2 separate regions of the Mus musculus genome follow, and region 2 is linked to region 1. Evidence: chromatin contacts called from public Micro-C data. All regions are on one chromosome and are shown on one strand. Each heading gives the region's core, a stretch centred on a gene start, on an enhancer-like site or on the middle of the called end of the contact. The rest is flanking DNA. Distances are from core to core; before and after follow the strand shown.

Evidence for each region. A called contact is a pair of places that touch in the nucleus more often than the background predicts.
Region 2: a contact with region 1 is called in a Micro-C map of embryonic stem cells, with 8 times the contacts expected there. The contact joins the promoter of Gabbr2 here to the promoter of Anp32b in region 1. A contact is called at or near these places in 1 of 39 promoter capture datasets (pre-B cells) and 1 of 484 Hi-C or Micro-C datasets (embryonic stem cells).

What each region holds. Positions count from the first base shown.
Region 1 is chr4:46,449,306-46,452,353 of GRCm38.p6, forward strand. Anp32b (acidic (leucine-rich) nuclear phosphoprotein 32 family, member B) reads left to right here and starts at 1,621. Exons shown (of 7, transcript NM_130889.3): 1 at 1,621-2,044. The coding sequence starts at 1,991.
Region 2 is chr4:46,990,174-46,993,221 of GRCm38.p6, forward strand. It overlaps Gabbr2 (gamma-aminobutyric acid (GABA) B receptor, 2), which reads right to left and starts at 1,541. Exons shown (of 19, transcript NM_001081141.2): 1 at 935-1,541. The coding sequence starts at 1,252.

The DNA.
Region 1 (3,048 bases), core at 371-2,870:
TCATCCTGTAGACTGTTTACCATGGGAAAGATAACAGTCTCAACATACTAGCTAGGATCAATCCCACCATCCTTGGGAGTTACCAGACTACTCCTCTCTCGCAGACCATACCTGCCACCAACAGCACATGACACCACCTGTGGGCTACCTGTTCTCATAGGGCCCTCAACTGTTTTCCATCCAGTGTACCAAAGTAAGAGTCCCCAACGGTGACTCACTCTAGACCAGGGTGGAGCAAAAATATGGCAGATTTGAACCAGACCTATAAAGCTTAACTTTGTTGGGCTACTGGTGATGATTAAACCTTAATTCCTCATTTTTTTTCAATTAAGATATCACCAACTTCATAGGGGTTGCCTGAAAGTTAAATGGGACATAACAGCGCAAGCTCTTAAAAGCCAATGCTCGGTGATTGATTATGGAAGCGCTTCAGTAGATTTTTTTTTTTTTTTTTTGAAAAGCTTTTTGCATAGCTCAGTGAAGCCTATCAGGTAATAGTTGGAGATCTTTTGTGACAAGGAGCACAGCACTCCCTTCCTTTCCCCACATTCTCCTGTCTTAGCCTTCCAGACTACCACGGAATTATGAGTGAATCTACACCTATAACTATTCACCTTTCCCCCATAACCTACACATCTTCTTTTCTCTTGAATTATTATTTCTGAATCTGATATATAATCATTTAAAAGTTTGGGCCTCTAAGGCAAAATGGGATGATAGGAAGAGGCTTCTTGCACTAAAATCTTAGGGTAATACCTAGATGATGTTTTTCTCCAGTAAACAGTAATCTTTAGTGCCTCTGGTTAATATCAGAGGTAGGCTCCTCATTTAACACAACGCCGTGTGCTTTAAATCCAGGGACCCTTAAAATTAGACTTTGACAAAGGCTGCCAACCCAGGACTCAACTTAATGGTGACCAAGAATGTATACATCTTCCACGGGTGCCCCAAGAGATAAAAGTCAGAAGGTGGGGACTGAGGCGTCATTAAAATTACTAATGGTTTCCTTCACTAGTGGCTCACATGTTTAAAAACAGTGTTTATGTATAGTTGTTTTCTGTCTCCTTGGCTAGTTTGTAGTTTAAGTACTGATAAAGTTCTAAAGTATATTAAATTTTTTATTTTTAAAAACAAACACGTGCCAAGGGGAAAGTTTCCTGAACTGGGGATGCTCAGATGCGGCGTGGCTTGGGCAAGAGGCTGGAGCTGCCTGCCCCTGCTGATGTTTTAGTACAACACGGCGGGGAAGCGAGCACAGCCTCACCAGGGTCCTCGATGGCACTTCTAACATCACTGGACCTAAAGGCAGCGAGGTCGGGCTATGGGCCTCAAAACTGGGAGGAACAGGGTGAACCCCAAAGCCACAGCCTCTGAGGGCGCCCGAAGGCTCAGGCGAAATTGGGTCCGGGAGAGCCCGGAAGAAGGCGCGAGGCTGAGCCTGCCCGTCGACCTCCAGGAGAGCGCGGGTGCCGGTGGGGGTGGGGGCGGGGGTCCCGGCACCGGAAGGTCTTACATCAGCCAGCCCACGTGCGACCCGAGGGCCAGGAGGCGCGCGCGACCCGGGAGGCGGCGCCGCAGTCCGGGCTGAGCTTAAGGCGGGTCCCGCCCCGCCCTCCGTGCGCCTCCCAAGTCCGCGCTGCAGCCCGGGCTCCCGAGCCGAGCGGCGCCGCGCAGGGCCGAGTGGAGCCGAGCAGCCGCCGCGTCGCGTCGCCGGTTTAAGCGCAGTGCGGGGCCTTGGCCGGGGGCGGCGGTAGTGAGGCCAGAGCCGCGCTCCAGCCCCCTTTTCCCTCCATGGTTTCTCTCCGCTCCCGCGAGTAACTTGGCTCCGGGGGCTCCGCTCGCCCGCACGCCCGCACGCCGCCCGGGGACCACGCCGCCGCCTCCTCCAGCCGCCTCCCTCCGACGGCCCTCGCCGCGCAGGCCGGGTCGCCTCTCCCCCCTCCGCCCCCGCCGCGGAAAGTTAAGTTTGGAGAGGGGGGACGAGGGGAACATGGATATGAAGAGGAGGATCCACCTGGAGCTGAGGAACCGGACCCCGGCAGCCGTAAGCAGAACCCCTCGGGCGCCCGCGCCCCCCGATGACTTGCAAGTAATGGTGGCCACCTGCGGGCCACCGGGCTCCGGCCGCGGCGCGGGGAAGGCGCTGCTCGCAGCTCGGACGGGGACAGGGAAGGCGGGCGGAAGGCGCGGAGGGGGGAGCGAGCGCGCGGGCTTTAACTCTTTGGCGCCCGCGGGCCCCCGCGGCCACGGGGAGGACGGCGGGTGGAGAAGCAAACTTTGAGCCGCTCGCCCGCCCGGTCCTCTCCCGGAGGGAGCGCTCGCGCGTGTGGCCGGCGGCGAGGGCGGGCGCGGGGGTTGTGTAACGCTGGGAGCCATGTTTGCAGCCTCCCGGGATGCGCGGCCGGGCGGAGGCCGGGCCTGCCGAGGCGCCGCGCCGCCGCCAGGCCCGCCGCGGGGCCGGGCCGGGTTCCATGCGCCCCGCGGCCGACAGGGCCTCGCCGCCGAGGAGGGTGTTCGGGTCCCTGAGGGGGGCGCGGAGCCCCCCTCGGGCGCGGCCTGGCGCGGAACGGGGGAGGGGCGGGCCTGGCGGCGGAGGTGGCGCAACCGCCGCCCCTCCCGAGGCCAAGTTTGAAAAAAGGATGCGCTTCCCGCCATTTTTTCAAGCCTAAAAAAATCCAACTTTGCCCCTCCTTTGCCCGGCTCGCCTTCGCCCTCGGCCTTGCCCACGCGGGCTCCCCGGGCCAGCCGGCCCGGCACCGTCACCGCCGCGGTGGCTTCGCCCTCCCCCGCGCCGCCGCCCGGGGCCTTGCCCGAGAGGGAGGCCGGCCCCTCGGTGTGGGCGGCCGGCGGCTCCGCGCGCCAGCCGGGGCGCGCCACAGCGCCATGTTGGCGGGCGCCGTCTTCCTCCGCCGGGTGAGCCGGCCGCCCTCGCGCTGCCTGTCGGTCCCCGGGCTGCCCCCGCCCCGCGGGGCTCGTCTCCGCGCGCACTGGAAGCGCGGCGCTCGGCCACCGCCGCCTCGTCCCCTCGCGGGCGCCCTCCCCCTTCTT
Region 2 (3,048 bases), core at 291-2,790, 540 kb after region 1:
CGCAAACCCGTCCTTATTCCTGATCGCTCTTCCAGGCCCTCTCTTCGTCCTAGCCTCAGAGTGGGCAGTCAGGGTCTGAGCTGAGGCTCCTTGGAAACCTAGACATGAGGGCGTGAGATCGGGGTTTGGGATGGAAAGGTCTTGGTTCTCCAGCTCTGCTCAGAAAAGAAGGCCAGAGGGGAACCCTCTGCCACACTCCAAGTCTAGGCTCCCACGACACGAACGCCTCAAGTGTGCACCTGCTCAGCGGTGTTAGCAGCTGCTGAACAAAAGTGGAAGCGCGATCGGACACCACCACACGTCCCGGGCTAGACCTGTCAAGCCACTCTATGAGCAACTAACCCAAGGCGGGGAGAGGGGGAAGGGGAGTCTCCCAAAACTGCTCCAGCTACTGCCAGCGCTGGACAGATCCAGGCAGCAGCGCTGCAGAACCCTCCGGGCTCCGAGGCTGACCGTGGCGCGCGCGAGCCCTGAGCTGCAGAAGTGCACCACAGGATCGGTCCTGCCCGAAGCTTGGCCCCCGAGGGTCCTGGAGCCCTCTAGCCCTAAAAGGGCGGCTTGGAATTTTTAGGGTCTGGGAATAGGCCCCATAGCCTGTCCAGCTGTGGCTGGCCCAGTTTGTAATCAGTGTGCGTGTTCCTCTTACTTGGCACCTGACAACCCTAGGAGCAGCACCGGACAGGGGCAACCGGCGCAGGCCTCTGGGAGTCCAACCTCTCACATCTCTAACTCCTCCTCTGGTCAAAGGAGACCCCCATTCCACACCCACACAGAGGTGGAAGGTGCTCACAGATCAGGGTCCCACCTGCTCCAGCCAAGCCCAGTGAGACCCTGATGGACCCAGTACGCGGTCAGCCAGCGAGGAGGAGACAATCACGGCTCTGTCCCTCCTCGACGCCCCCAGCCTCGACGGCATGGGTCACTGGACACTTACCTCGGTGTCGTAGAGTCGCAGGTCCAGGAAGTAGGGGCGCAGGAGTGACTCGTTGCGGATCTGCTCGATGGCTAGCTCCACGGCGGGGAGCACGCCGCGCCCGATGCTGCCCTTGGCCACCTCCTTGGTGAGCGGCATGAGGCCCATGATGGAGAGCGGCGGGCTGCTGGGCGGCGGCCGGGGGGCGCCCCGCGCCCAGCCCCAGGCCCCGGGAGCCAACGACAGCAGCAACGACAGCAGCAGGGGCAGCAGCAGGCGCGCGGGCGGCGGCGGTGGCGGCGGCGGCCGGGGCTGCCCGGAGCTCGGCGGGGAAGCCATGCCGCGCCGCGGGCTGCGGGCGCCAGCTCACTCGGCCCGCATGGCCTGGCCCGGCCCGCCGCCCGGCGCCGAGCTCTGCCCGCGGCTCCCGCGCAATGGCGCCGGCACGGGCCCCGGCTCGGCTCCGGCTTCTGCTCGCTCAGAACGGCCGCGGCGGCGGCGGCGGCGCCCGTGACGGATCAATCACGCCGGGAAGGGGTGGGAGCCAGCGGAGTGCGGGAGGCGGGGAGCCAACGAGCGAGCGAGCGAGCGAGCGCCGAGGGGGCCGAGTCTCCGCGCGCCTCTCTCCAGCGCGGCCGCCCCGCACCCGGCCGCCTCCTCCCGCCTCCGTGCGCGATCGCAGCTCTTTCCTGCTCGGAGCCGCGGGACGTCGGACCCTGGAGCCCGGCCAGGGGAGGGAGGGCGGCAGGAGGCTCGGGAGGCGAAGGCAAGGCTGCTGAGCGGCGGCTCGGGCCGCCTCCGGGGACAGGGACGGGCCGTGCGCGCCGGGGGAGGGGGAGGCGCCGGCGCTGCGGCTGCCGCGGGGAGGGCCGTGCTCCCGGCACACGCACACTCGCGCCCCGGGCGCTGCGCCGCGCCGGCTGCTGCGGCCGGCTGACCCCGCCGCCGGGGACTGAGCTCCAGAGCCCCACGTTCGGGGGAATCGAAGCTGCTATGCGCGGGGGACGCGGGCGCCTCGCCTTGCGCTTCCTGTAGCACCTGCAAGGTGGTTGGGTACTGCTTCTCCCAGGTCTGGGCGGGCGAGTCGAGGAAACGAACGTTCTACAAAGGTGTCCTAGGGGCACCAGCAGCCTGCGCTCTCCTGTGCCAGCTACCAGGGAACCTGGGACCCTTGATCCAGTCTGGAGTCCTTTGCCAAGCCCAGGTCAGGGCTGGGATAGGAGACCTATGAGTACTACCGCCTCCTCCAGGCGTTTGACCTCCCGGTGTCCCCAGTCCCAGAGGGCCCCGCCTTAAAATTCTCCCCTGGGTGGGAACCCTGTCTTCAGTCCCAAGAAGCACAGCCTGGACTTGGCTCATTCTGTCTCCCAGGTGGTATAAACACACTGGATAACCCCAGGCAAAGTAGTCCTGGACAAGATGAACCTGAGTAACCCCTCTGTGCCTCCCTGTGAATCATGGCACTTGTGAGCACTAACCTACAACATCCCAAAGCCTGACTAGTACAAGGATACATTACATTACATTATAAAACAGCCCATCCAAGCATTGTGGACCAAAAGCACGACCTTGTAACAAGGGTGGGAATTTAACCTTCACTAACTGCTTGCTACCTGACATATCTGATGTATCCTCAAAACAGCCGTATACGCTTAGTACAGTGGGTCTATCATTCCCGTTTTACAGAAGAATACACTGATCGATAATATACAGCTAATACAGGGGAAGCAGAATGCACAGCCACAAAGGACTCTTATGCACCCCTGATATTGGAAAGCCCTTCCAAAAGGAGGACATGGAGGCCACGGTGCTCTCAGTAGCTCTAGATCCCGTTCCTCCACACAGTTTGTAATGGGTCATCTAAATGGAGTCTGCATATTTGGAGCTGGGCAGGAAACCCGGAGGAAACCTGGAAGATAGAGCCCAGGCTGAATTGAGGACGGCAGTACCTTGGACAGCTCCAGAGACCCTGAGGCCAAATCAGCCAGGGCGCCTGCCCGCATAGCCACTTTCTAGGCGGCTATAATTCCTCCCCTCTCGGCTGAAGGTTTTGTACAAGAGCACAGCTCATCCAAGCACCCCCATCTTCCAGCCAAAAAAATAGTCTAGAGGTAATAGTCACCCCAGACATTCTA